Regions from separate parts of the Hordeum vulgare genome. Here region 1 is linked to region 2. Evidence: chromatin contacts called from public Hi-C data. All regions are on one chromosome and are shown on one strand. Each heading gives the region's core, a stretch centred on a gene start, on an enhancer-like site or on the middle of the called end of the contact. The rest is flanking DNA. Distances are from core to core; before and after follow the strand shown. Region 1 has its middle 260 kb from the start of LOC123403123. Region 2 holds the start of LOC123403123 (heptahelical transmembrane protein ADIPOR2-like).

Region 1 (6,344 bases), core at 1,280-3,779, 260 kb after region 2:
CGCCAGGTGAGTACGTTGAATGTACTCGCAAGCTCACAGCGACCAAAGCAATCAATACAAACAACACAATGGCATTTACATGTTAAAGATGAATAATAAACATGATATTACTAGAGCAACATGGAATGTACATGATGAACAAAATACCACTAGAACAACATCAAATGAGCATGGCATGAACATGTTACTCAAGGCATGAACAAAGATGCTAATAGCATGCATCATGTCTGCACTATCATATTAGAACTTACTCTGATCAGGGTTATCTCATAACCACCACATGTATCCAAAATATTAACCAACCTCGGTATCCATGATACCACTTTGATCCTCTCATGATCACATAAAGATCAACCAACTTCTTTCTCATCGAACCACGGTTGTTTATTAACAAGGTTATTATTACTATTACTCATAGTGTGACCTACTACGAACTGGGCCCATATCCACGGGTGCGGCTATCGATAGATTATACACACTCTGCAGAGGTTAGTACACTATACCCACACCATGGAATCCAAGGCCTCGTGGTCCCATTCGGGTGGACCAACGGTGTTCCGACAAAACTGATCTTCTTGCATGACACCCTCCTGGCCGCTTTGGCAAACTCCACTTTGGACTAAGTCATGGGTGGCCCGGATGCAACTCTGGACATCCAACAACCATCGCCGTGAAAAAAACCCGTCGCAAATGGGGACAAAGGGCCCTACAAAAACTATGGCACACAAGGCTTATGGACACTTACCTAATCAGGGTAGCGCATGCACATAATGTACCAGGATAATATGCTCAGGTGACCACACCACATTAACGCCTTCCCATACATGCAAGTGTGGCTTCACTGGTTAGCTCGACTTGATGGCACTATGACTTAGCCAAAATATATTCAAGTTCAATTAATATCCGGTTAAACTTGGAAAGTAATGAACCTAGTCAAAGTAAAAATAACAGGATGCAATGATAATGCATATGAACATGATATCAACATAAACATGGATGGAAGGATAACCATTTAACATGTGGATCATTAGCACCAACAATAATAAAGCACTAAGTCTACTGGATGCAGATGAACATGGAATAGCGACGATCATGCATATCAAAGGTACCATAACAAAGGATAAAAAAGCCTCGGAGAACATCAGTATTACCAGCATGTACTCCTAACAAGCATGACATGTGCAAATAATACTAGCAAGTAATCACGAAACTAACAAGGTGTATAAGAGCACAACATGATGATAATCTTGGATCCACATGCATAATTGAAATAGGAATAACAAGAGTAATCGAGTAAACAATTCTTAAATATTCAATGGAAACTATGTCTACTGTATGGCCATCATTCAAGTGGTTGTCGTGGCTTGCTTGGGGATGATGGATTCACAGGGGAGAAGTGCGAGAAACTCGCGGAACGAATCGCCGGAAATACTTCTCTCTCGAAGGGGGCTTATTAGAGGCAATGGCAAAATGGTCATTTTCAAAGTGTGAAAACATAGTGAAAATGATACCAGCAGAATGGGCTCAACGAGACGAAAGCGAGGGCTTTGCAATCACCTGAAAAGGGGTTACGAGCGCGAAGATATGACTATTTGAAAGCTAGGGACTCGTGTGTAACAAGAATATCCACAAATAAGTCCCTCCCAGATAAAACATAAAGCGCCTTCGGGAGAATACACTTTGAGACAAATGATAGCGTATTTTCACCCGAAGAACACCAGAATAGGCTTTCCTCACAAGAAAAAGCATCTTGTGAAAAGGCGCTTCCAGTTACTCAACGCGGGTCGGAGGTTTCTCTCGCTGATAGGCGGGGCCCACACCATCTCTCTGTCATTCTGTCTTGTTCTTCGTCCTCTCGACATGGCACAAGGCAGGGCCTCGGGTACCGACGCCGACATCGCCTCACCGCGCCAGGAGGCTGGCCGACGTGCGCGGACGCGCCTCCGCTCCTCCCCTCGCCCAAGGGAAGCCGCGAGGAAGACCGAGGAGGTTCACATCACCGAGGCCCTAGACGTGGCCGCAACGGTCTGAGGTCTTTGGGGAGCGGCAATGGCGGGGCCTCTTCGGGGGAAAACTGGAGGGTGGCGGCAGCTCGAGGGCGTCCACAAGGCCTTTGGGGCACCAGGAAAGGGAGGGGAAGTGTTGGAGGAGGCGCTGGCCATGGGGAACGGCGGCTGTCATCTCGTCAGTGGCGGGGCTGGGGATCTCCAGAGAGTTGGGGAGGGGCTGAGGGGTCGATGAGAAGTGGAGGAGCTCGGGGGAGCTTTTTATAGCCGCACGAGTGCTCGGGAGATCTAGGGCAGCAAGCAACAGAGGAGGAAACCGATGAGGGTCACGAGCGCACATCTGTTCCTCGACGGGGACGATGCGAAGAGGAAAAATCTGGAGGGGAGAGGAGTCCAGGATGAGGGCAGCGACGAGATGAATCCGTTGGACATGGGGAGGTGGCGAAAGCTCGAAGGTACATACGAGGGGAGGGGGTCCAACTGCCATAGCACGGGAATGTCATGCCATTCGCGTGGTCACGACGTGAACATGACAGTGACACGCACTCTCGTTGACCACACCTTGTCCACTGGAAGGGTCACTCGCCATAGAGTGCCAAAAGGTGGTTATTGTTTAGGTGACCACAACTTGCTAGTCCCTCCTTTCTTAAATATAAGACCTTGTAGAGACTTTACTATAGACTACATACCGAACAAAATGAGTGAATTTACACTTTAAAATATGTCTAAATACATCCGTATGTAGTCCATAATACAATCTCTACAAGGTCTTATATTTAAGAACGGAGGGAGTAGAAGACAACATCACAACAAGGTGGTTATTGATTCCTCACAGAGATTGGTCTCGGGAGAGAATCTGATCTTTGGCTTTGTGTGATCAATCACTAATATGGCCACCTATGCGAAGTTTTGGCCCAAAAGTATGAATGTGTATAGCACTTGCTGAACAAAGCATCTCACTCGAGAGAAATACAAATTAGGAAGAGGCACTCACATGCTTGCTTGTATTGAGCTAAAATTTGAAGGAGATGAGATATTTGGGCATATGAACACACTACAAATTTATTATAACAACTAGATACACCAAAATGGTACTTCCTTCACAATGGATCTCTCTTGACAGAATCTTAGAAACATTCTAGAGAAACATTGGGGCAATGAAATGATCCCAAATTTGGAGCAGGCTTGTATCAAGTGAAGCTTAAGATGCAACGAGTTGCATATTGACGAAACTCCACATTCAAATACTTAGTTCACTCTCATTTAGGTACACGACAATTTTAAAATGTTGTTATCATTGCAAGAGGTGAAGCAAAAATAAACTACACTAGCTACACATTTAAAATGAGGTCGGAAACAACATATAGTATTTCCGAAATGACCCCACACGTTAACTTTAATATCTGTCCAGATCTGTCCTAAACACATTCTATGGTAGTTAAACAACAAAATCAATTGGAGCACGTGAAACTACACGTCATTCTAGTCGGTTTACATATATATCTCATCTCCAACGGAGCTACGGTTAACTCGCTACGAATTAAACCTATTTAGCATGGCATCACTCAAAACGAGGCAAACATCAAGATTAACAGTTTTGAATATGCATGAGAGTTTGAAAATATTAATCTACACAAAATTCTACACGTCTTACATATATAACTTATTTCGATCCAACGCACGGTTTAAAAGTTAGGGCGTTTTAAAATATGCCTCTAATGTGTAATTTGGAAAAATCCCTACGAAATTAGCTAAATTCGTTGGAGAGAAAAAACTAGGCATCAGGTCGAATCTGGATCTGGTCCACTAACACAAGCGAGCGCAGGCTAACTAAACATCACACATGGGCAAGGGATAGGTGAGAGGAGGCCTCACCTTGGGCCAGATCTGGCCGGCTGGGCTGGGCTGCGGTGCTCGGCCTTGATGCGGCCTTGCCTGCTGGAGGAGGCCGATGGCTGGGCCGACTTGGGGAAGCAGCTGCATCGACTGGGCCTGGCGACGGGGCGGCCCGACGGCTAGCCTAGCGGGGCTGGGGCGATGCGCTGGTGGCCCACGCGGCCCAAAGGGCGGCGCGTTGGTGCTCGTCTCCCGGCTTGCTATCGAGCGAGCGACGGCAACCGGCAGTGCGGGAGAAGGCGGGGGGGATCCGGCCTGAGGCTCGCCGGATCTGGCTGAAGGGCGACGGCGGAGCATCCCGCTCTAGTGGAGGAGGGTTGGGAAGGCGTCGAGGATTGAGGTCATTGGGCGGTGGTGGCTCAGGTAATCCGGCGGGCGAGGGGACCGACGGATGCTTCGGTGCCGTGGCTCCGACGGGTGCAGGAGGTCCGACCGACAAGGCTAGGGCGACGCGGGGCGACGACGATGGGCTGGCGGGGGCTCCGGCTGTCAGTGGCGATGACGACGCGGGGCTGGCTCGAGCTCCTCTGCTGGGGCACGGGGCTATGGGGCGGGTGGCTCGGGGGTCTGCGGGCTAGCGGCGACGGCGTGACCTGGGTCCAGGAGGGACGGATCTGGGCCTCAGCGGGCTTGGCGACTGAGGGGAGGATAGAGGTTCTGGTGGCTAGGGTTTTGGGGGCACGGAAATCAAGGAGAGGCTCGTTTGGTTGTCTATTTATAGACAGGGGCTAGGGTTAGGGGGTTTTGCACCGTTTTCAGGCTGTCGGATCTCAATCGGACGGTCTAAAACGGAGCGGTAGGCAAGGTGGGTGGCGTTGGGCTGTGTAGAATAGGTTGGGCTGAGAAGACAGGAAGATTTGCGGCCCGACACAAGGTTTTTTAAACACCGAAAAACGTGTGAAGATAAACTGATAACGGTGCCGCTACGGTTGACCGATCGAGAATCAAACAAACTCCGATTGCGGCGAAATTTGGTAGGTGGTCTACTTAAATTAAAATAAGACCGCACGTCAAGGTTCAACCCAATCCGATAAATTTTTACACATACTTTTAAAAACAATATTTTAATGGTGTCGCGGGCGCGTCGTGTGTGGTTGGTCTCAAAACGGTCAACGACAAAAATGGAGAGAACGAGCAACTAATTACGGATGCAAGTTCTGAAAACTGGTGGCAAAGGAGTGTTGATGCAATGCAGATGATGTGCATGATGCTATGATGAATGCGACAAACAAACTAATCACACGACAACAATGAACTAAAAGGGGAATCTTCTATTGCGTTGGTCTCGGGCTGCTACAGGCATGCCATGGGAGTAGCTGCATCAAAATGGGTCCTGTCATGACTGTGCGTGAATCAGACTTAGCATGGGGCTCACTGAAGTTGTTCTGACTGTCATCGAAACCTGACATCTTGGAATTCAAGCACACAAACTGACACACACACTAGCTGAGCCTATGAAAAGTTATGGAAGATCTTGAGAAGATAAGAATCACAAAATTGCAAAAGTTTTTTAAAATTTGAACAAAGAAATCCTTAGTTTTAGCTTTCTGTAGAGTAAATTTCGGTAGCACCGAGTCCGAATTTTCGGATTCTCCGAGACAAATGATCGTCTTCACAGAAACCTAGCAATCACTTCGTTGAAACCAAAAGTGTCAACTCTATCTTACCGAGACTATTCTTAGGAAACCTAGAAACCAGATGAGTGGAACCGATTTTTGCAACTCGGTGGCACCGCGATGCATTCTATGGACGGCTAACCCTAAGTATTTTTTGGTCACTGATCTACGGGAACTTCAGGTGGAGTAATAGGTCCGCACACGGTGGCTTATATACAAAAATTCCTAATGCACAAGAATTAGATAAGAGAGCACAAAACAAGATTGGAACCATACCCTAACTTGGTGGCAGTCTCACTACGGCGACGACGGCGATGACGATTTCCATCAACGGCGGGGATCCCAGCAGCGAAGATGCACGGGGAAGCAAGGCGATGACCAAGGGGTCCAGGTGCGGCAATTTGGGATTGGGGAGCACGAAGTTTGAAGATTGGATTTCAAAATTTGAGTCCGTGGTATAAGTACTAAAATTTTGGTGCCACCTAGTCCCACTTCTGTGTGTTGACAGGAAAACTCAGTGAAGCCGAGATTATGGTATTGGTGGTACCGAGATTAAAACCTAGATCAACTTTGAGAATCGGTGGAAAATGAGAATTTGGGGTTGGTTACACCGAGATTCACAAAGAGGTTTTGGAAAGCAGCCCTTGTCGACACGACACTCCGCGTGCTCCTCACACACAGGGATTGAAAAGTGTTTGTTCATGTTTTGTGATTTAGCATGAATATTATTTGAGACGAGAAAGCATAGATAGCTAGAGAAGGGTCCTACGCATTATTGTCCATCCAATTGGCAAAAGATAAATCAAAATCCAAACAGAAACAATCG
Region 2 (7,047 bases), core at 485-2,984:
CGTGGTGGGGATCTACATGACCACATTATTACATGGTACTCACTCGGTGCAGTTATATTTAAATCATTGGTGGCACTACACTACTGGTATCTGAATAATTATAGTCACCTTGATAGAGCTCGTCTCAGTTCATTAATCATGCTATCTAGCACCATCTGTCCCAGAATCTTGGGGACTACGGATATACTGTATGAGAGAAAAATATGCAGTGCTGGAAAATAATCCCAAAACAAGATAAGGTTTCTTAGATGCGTTTCTCACCGACTGATCGCTCTTCCATGACGAATTAGCTGATCCCACCACAAACCTGCGAGAGAAAAAGAACACGGCACATACCATTTTTTTAGGAATTCAAAAAACCGACTGAAGCATGACGAATTAACGCCTTGGTGGAAAAGGAGCATCAAAGAGAAAAGACGGTTTCAGAACTGGAACCCCCCAACTAATCTGTAATTTGCGCCAGCATTGCATTTGCAAAGTGCCGACATCACGATAAGACGTGTGAGGCGGATAATGCACATAGACTACCGCATGGGTCATGTCCTTGTGCGCGAACCTCGTTCGTTTGGTGTTGTTCACGCACTTGCTACTAGGACAGTGTGTTCTTGTCACATCTCACATCGGCAGCATCTAACAAGCTTATTCTTGAGAACTAAAGTACAGTCGTAGCCAGTTGGAGCCAGCATCAATGGTTGGCAATGCATGAAAGAGTCGGTAGTATCACTGAACAAACGTGTGATTGCGCATGCGCGTGCGTTCGGTTGATGGAACGAACGCGCAAACCACACACGTTGGGCGTGGGCGGGTTGTGTGTGTGTGACGTGCGCGCTCTCCAAACTGCCCGCCCGCGAAACAAATTCGAGGTCTCCCGTGTGACGTGTGGGCTACGATGGCGGATTCATTCTGCGATCGGAAGCGACCATTTCAAGTTTCAAAGCCGGGAGCCGCCCGCTAATCACGCGGAAGGGAATCGGAAGGGATCGTTCTTGAAGTCAGAACAAATCATCATTTTTAATCCGAAGGACGGCGGAGGGAAAAAAGGAAAGTCAAGAAGTAGCGTTGCGCGTACCTCATGATCCCCGGCGCGGCCTCGTGTGCGGCCTCCGGGCCGCCTCCGGCGACGGCGAGCGCCAGGAACAGCAGGAACCCGCCCAAATGCCTGCGAAAGCCAAACGGCGGCGGATCAAATCGGTGGATCGATCGATTCGCGGGGGTGGGGAACGTATGGGTGGATCGGGGTGGGTGGTTGGGCGGGCACGCACGTCCAGACGTTGAGCGTCTCGTTGTGCCAGGAGAAGGCGCTGAGGAGGGCGTCGCGGATGGGCCACTCGACGCGGTAGTGGCCGCGGATGTACTCGTTGTCCTTGAGGTACTCGGGGAGCTCCTCGTACCCCACCAGACGCGGCGGGCCCCTGCGCCTGCCGCCGGCCTCCACGCCGCCCAGCGACGGCGCCATGGCTGCCTTCTTCCTGCTGCCCCGCCTCGCCACCGCCTCCCCCGCGGTCGCCGTCGACCGCGCTCCCATGCGACGGGCCCGGTGCCTCTTTCTCCCTCTCTCTCCGGCTCTGTGCGCGCGCGCGGCTGCGTCGGGGTTGTGTGTGTCTGGTCCGCGGTTCGTGCGGGGGAGCCCGGGAGGTGGTGGTGGTGTTATAGGCGGACTATAGGGAGGCTATAGGGGGATGGGAGGAGACGAGGCCGCCTGGCGAATCTTGGCGGGGAGCGCGCGGCGCGGGCGTCGTGCGGTGTGGTGTGGTGTGGTGCGGTGATGTTGGTGGCGAGCCACACACATGGACTTCCTCTGTCGCACACGCTTGTCAAAGCTACAGAGGTTACAGGGTGCTTTTGGGCGCAGCCACTCTCCTAACCGTCGGATTACAAGGGAAAAAGAAAGGGGAGGGCTACCCATCTATCGGTACACGTACACCCATCACCTCAATAACCGTCGGATATTCGTGCGCGAGCCGTCCGATCTAACTCCTCGCATGCGGTTTGTCGCCTTGCCGACGCATTAATAATTCCGAAACAAAAAAATCAGTTGCAGAAACAATGGTCGTGTTGTAGAAACAATTCTTAAAACAATGGTCGTGTTGCAGAAATAATTTCTGAAACAACGAGTGTGTTGCGGAAACAATTCCTGAAACAACGGCCTCGTTGCAGAAACAACGACCATGTTGCAAAAATTACGATATCTTCCGACCCATGTTGCAAAAGTAATGACATCTTCTGATCTATGTTGTAAAAATTACGACATGTTGCAAAAACAACAACATCTTTTGACCCATATTACAAAAATTACAACATGTTACAAAAATTACGACATCTTCACATAGGTCAGGTGTACCCACTGTTACCCAATGCCAGGAATGACTGCCCTGAAACAACAGACACGTTGCAGGAAAACAAAAACGGCTTCGACGGACACAGGGACTGTGTCGACTGTCTAATCAACACATGATCGAACGGCCACGGAGCCGATAGAAAGGCGCACGGGATCGATCGGTAGAAGTTAATCTTTTCCCAAAAAGAAAGGGATATATATGCCACCCGTGTGTGTTTCATTGGCGTGTGGGCCCTAGCGCAGCATTGTTCTTTCGAAGGTTATATAGGGGACTCCTAGGTGAATTTGTAGTAATCATCCACCACCCGATTATCCGTCCGATGTACACGCATGCACCGTTCGATCAACAGCTCGGTCGCCTCCGCCCACCACATAAAATCCCGAAACAACGTTTGAGTTGCAGAAACATGTACGCTGCTACGCGTCCGGCTCACGTGTTAAAAAGTGGCCGACGGGTCTTTTGCACCATAGATTATGGTCCAAATCTTTTGCAAGAGAGAGCATGTTGCGAATATGTCCGTAGATTTTTTAATAGAATTTGTTATAGAATATTTTCTACAACAAGGATCATGTTGTCGAAATACCTATAGATTTTTGTAACATAATTTTGTTGCGCAATGTTTTTTGCAACACCGATTGTGTTGCAGGATATTTTTTGCAACAAAGTTCTTGTCGCAAAAAAAGCGCAATAGAGATTTTGTTGCAATTATTTTGTGCAACGTAGCTGATGTTGCAAAAACTTATGTAAGTTGCCATCGTTGATCCCTGACGTGGTTTACAAACCATTGTTATTGCAAGATACGACAAACAAGCATGTGGTAGGCGAAGAAAAGAATGAAGGTGTGTGAGCACGTTTGAGGTCGCATGGATCAAGGACGATCCAACGACTATGTAGGTGGCGGAACTTCTCGTACAATCAACCGGTAGAGCATCAGCTCTTCTCATGTTATATGGCTTCATTTTGTAAAATGTTTTTCACAAGAATTTTATAAAAATGAAACCATGTCTTGTCGTTGGTTTAGTATAAAGTTTGTATGAAGTTACTACAACTTTGTACTAAACTAACAAAAAGTAATACACGAGTAGATCGGATGGAGCACGTAATATACTATGCTTCTTAACTTTGGAGCTCACACATTAGATCGATTTATTCAATTTTGAATTTGATTCAAGATTTTGATTGGCTCAGTGATTTTTCAAATCAATTGACAACCAGAAACATCGACATCCACAATACTAAATAGATAAAATATGGAAATACATTTTATGATGAACCTAATGATATCGTTTTGATATTATGAATATTGATATATTTTCTCTATAAATTTGATCAAACTTAATGAGGTTTCACTTTTTGAAAAACTAATACAATTCGTATTTTGAAACATATGGAGCTGAAAGTTATTAAAATCCAACAACAAGTATGAGCAACAAAGCACGTCCAACCCTTATATTTTTTTACTATAGGAGTGGATTTGAAATTTCGTGGAGGAATATTTCTCTTCCTTCCTATTCTGGAGGATTATGAACATTTGAGCAAATATTATATTTTCATTTAATTTGAGAAGCCATGTGAAATATTTGTATATATCTCTCCTCTCTCTCTATGCGTGTGTGCCCGTGCCGCTTTGATTCGTAGGATTCACAAAATGCACGAATAGGATGGTATGTTGTACAGTACCCTACAATATATGATTTGTTAGCGCGGGAAAATAAAGAAATCCTACAAACATGTATAAGTGGATGCAACGTTCTCTCCCAAATGTAGTCCGAATGGATCCCATGGAAAAATTATGAAGAATTTCAATCCTACGAATTGAACGGCCATCACAGGAAAAATTCTTAAGTGCCAAATCCTCTAAAATTCCTATAAAATTCCTTTGAATCAAAGGAGCCCTAAACACATGAATTGCTACATTTTTTTTCTATTCCTGTGTTTTCCATCATCTGCTCCAAACATGCCCTACATCTCAACATTTACCATCATGTTGCTAGCATGCGAGAATGTATGGGTCGAGTCTCACCGGATATTTCCTTGACAAAGGAATCAATTCAGTGCGAGCGAGGTTGGGGTGGTGATGTCGATGTTTTGTGTCGTTGCATGAATTGTTTCAACTTTTTGGGGATGTACGTCTTTTATTGTGTACATATTGTGAATGTTGAAAAGATTTTGGGTGTGACTGAAAAATGGTTATATTTATGTTGCACATACGCTTCTTTAATGATGTATATGTTTTTATTGTTTTGCTTTGGTTTATGTATTGTGAGTTGTTTTTTACAGTAATTTTTAATGGATTGGTATCTTCTTAATTTATTTATATTATTGTTGTTGTGTTACTTTTCACAAGGGGGGCCTTGGCGAAGTGGTAAAGCTGATGCGTTGTGACCATGAGTTCACAGATTTAAGTCCCGGAAACCGCCTCTTGCAGAAATGCAGGGAAAGGTTGTGTACAATAGACTCAAAGTGGTCGAACCCTCCCGAGACCGTGCGCAAACGGGAGCTGCATGGACTAGGCTGCCCTCTTGTTGTGTTACTTTTCACATTGCATGTGTCATGACCTAACTTTTCCCTTTCTATTTTCAATGAATAGGGATCTACTCATATGTTTATTTATTTCTGTTGTGCATGTGCATTTGGAATTTTGCAAGCATTTGCCATTAAGCCCGTCATCGCACCTTTGCCTTCCCACAACATTTTGGGACCGACCATAATGTCGAGCTCTTCCTCCCGTGTGGCTTGATCCCCTGTGTATCATCACGCATAGCCGGGTTCAATGGGACTAAAAGGTGGGTGGAGGAAGCTCCATGTGAAGGTTTCTTACTAAGCAATGGTGGAATATCCGCCCGCAAAAGATGAAGATATGCGAGAATGGAAGGAGGATTACGTTGTTGTTGTGTCCCTTGGCCTATATAGCCTACAAGGACACTGAAACGACGTTTTGTATGTCGTCGCATGTCCATGTTTCCTCGTGGAAAATGCCCACTACACCGCCTCACGTGAATTTGGAAGCGCGATGATGATGGTGCAGAAACCTAGGTGGTTGTCATGTTATCTGCTCACATTCAATGTGTCCTCCAATGGAATGGGATGGGACTGCGGGTTTGTTCTTTAATAAAGGATACCAAACTATGGAATACATTATCCCTCGAGGGTCGGATTGGGCGCTTGTGTCTGACCCGAGGATCGACCCCCCTAGTTAGTTAGATACAACATAATGGACTCTGTTCCCAATAGCTCCCGTGTGTTGGGGAATGTTGCATGGAAAACAAAAAAATTCCTACGAAACACCCAAAATCTCTTCTATAAAGAGGCTAGCAACGAGAGGGAGAGGTGTCTACATACCCTTGTAGACAAAAAGCGTTAACGTTCTAGAGATCGTGGTTGGCGTAGTCATACTCGTGTTGCGATCCAATCTGGTCCAAGCACAGCACGTGCGACACCTCTGAGTTTAGCACACGTCCATCTCGGTGACATCTCCTCCTCCTTGATCTTGCTGTCGGTGTCAAAACCTGAAGATGTCGGGTAGGGGGTCCCGAACTATGGATCTTGGAGCGATGGGTAACAGGAGACAAAGGAGATGATGTTTACCCATGTCTGGGCCCTCTTGATAGAGGTAAAACCCTACGTCCTGCTCTTTGTTTATATTGATGGTGGAGTATCAAGTACGGAGTAGATCTACCTCGAGATCGTATGTTGTGGTCTAAACCCTAGGAATAATGATATTACCCATCCTATGAACTAAAGCCCTCTAGTTTATATAGATACCAGGGATACTAGGGTTATATAATGTCGGTTAGACCAAGGAGAAAACATGTCGATTACCATGTGGTCATGGGGTACACGCCAAGTCTTCGGAAGAGTCCGTCTTGGACACAACATTACCTTATTTGTCTGGATTCCAACGATAATTCTAGGACAACTAGGAGTACGGCCCATAGGAACAGGTCAGCGGCCCGAGGACCCCTTAATCCCGGACTCCCTCTGTAGCCCCCGAACTGGCCTCCATTGTCGTAGTCATGATTTCCACTTGCTTCTTGCGTCCAAGGTCTTTGTCTTGCGGGGCGAGTTCTCCTCCCCTTTTTATATTCAGCCGATAATAGTTCGTCCACCGATGAATTCCCTGTTTCCAAACAATATAAAGATATAACTTAGCACTAAAGGTCGACCGCTCCATTCACGAACAACATATTTGTCTCACAACTTTTTAACAAAAGGTCGCGGCTGGTCAAGACCCGCGACCCGTCATAGAAATGTGGTCTGAGGCAGTTTCCCTATTGATACGTTCCATCAACATGGAGATCGTGTCCTACCTTTCAAGGGATATGGTTTATGATTTGGGCTATCCCATGCGCACATAATAGCACAGTTTGCCGGGAAATGGCAAAGTTCATGGTGTAGTAGAGGGGCTCTTGGTATTACAGCGACTTATAAAACGGAAACTACCACCATAGCCTCCTTATGCTTTCCAGATATCACATCACCACTTCCCTTCCTAATCCTCAGAGCTCTAGCTACCAAGCTCTCTTCTTTCCCCAATCCCCTCGAACCCCTTCCCTAGTTCGGTCATGTTCGACCAGGGCTCGAAAGGCAAGTGGGAAGCCTCCTGTATCACTGAAAAGGACATCTTGGAGTTGAAGAGCGCCTACTATTTGTCGGCAAACATCGTCCACAGCGCTCCAGAGAAGGGCCATGTCATCCCTACGCCCAA

Evidence for each region. Hi-C and Micro-C count contacts between places; a contact is called where the count stands out from the background.
Region 1: a Hi-C map of leaf shows a contact between it and region 2, with 4 times the contacts expected there. The contact joins the enhancer-like site here to the promoter of LOC123403123 in region 2. A contact is called at or near these places in 2 of 6 Hi-C or Micro-C datasets (leaf and seedling) and 1 of 1 datasets of contacts at active chromatin or transcription factors (embryo).

What each region holds. Positions count from the first base shown.
Region 1 is chr6H:118,718,487-118,724,830 of MorexV3_pseudomolecules_assembly, forward strand. No RefSeq gene overlaps it. Among protein-coding and RNA genes, the nearest start is that of LOC123403123, 260 kb to the left of the region's middle. Within about 2 kb of position 2,530, at least 3 of the 3 cell types and tissues checked have open chromatin away from gene starts, as enhancers often do. A contact at or near this core is called in leaf and seedling, where this site is marked.
Region 2 is chr6H:118,462,214-118,469,260 of MorexV3_pseudomolecules_assembly, forward strand. It overlaps LOC123403123 (heptahelical transmembrane protein ADIPOR2-like), which reads right to left and starts at 1,735. Exons shown (of 4, transcript XM_045097086.1): 1 at 1,263-1,735; 2 at 1,070-1,159; 3 at 262-307. The coding sequence starts at 1,525.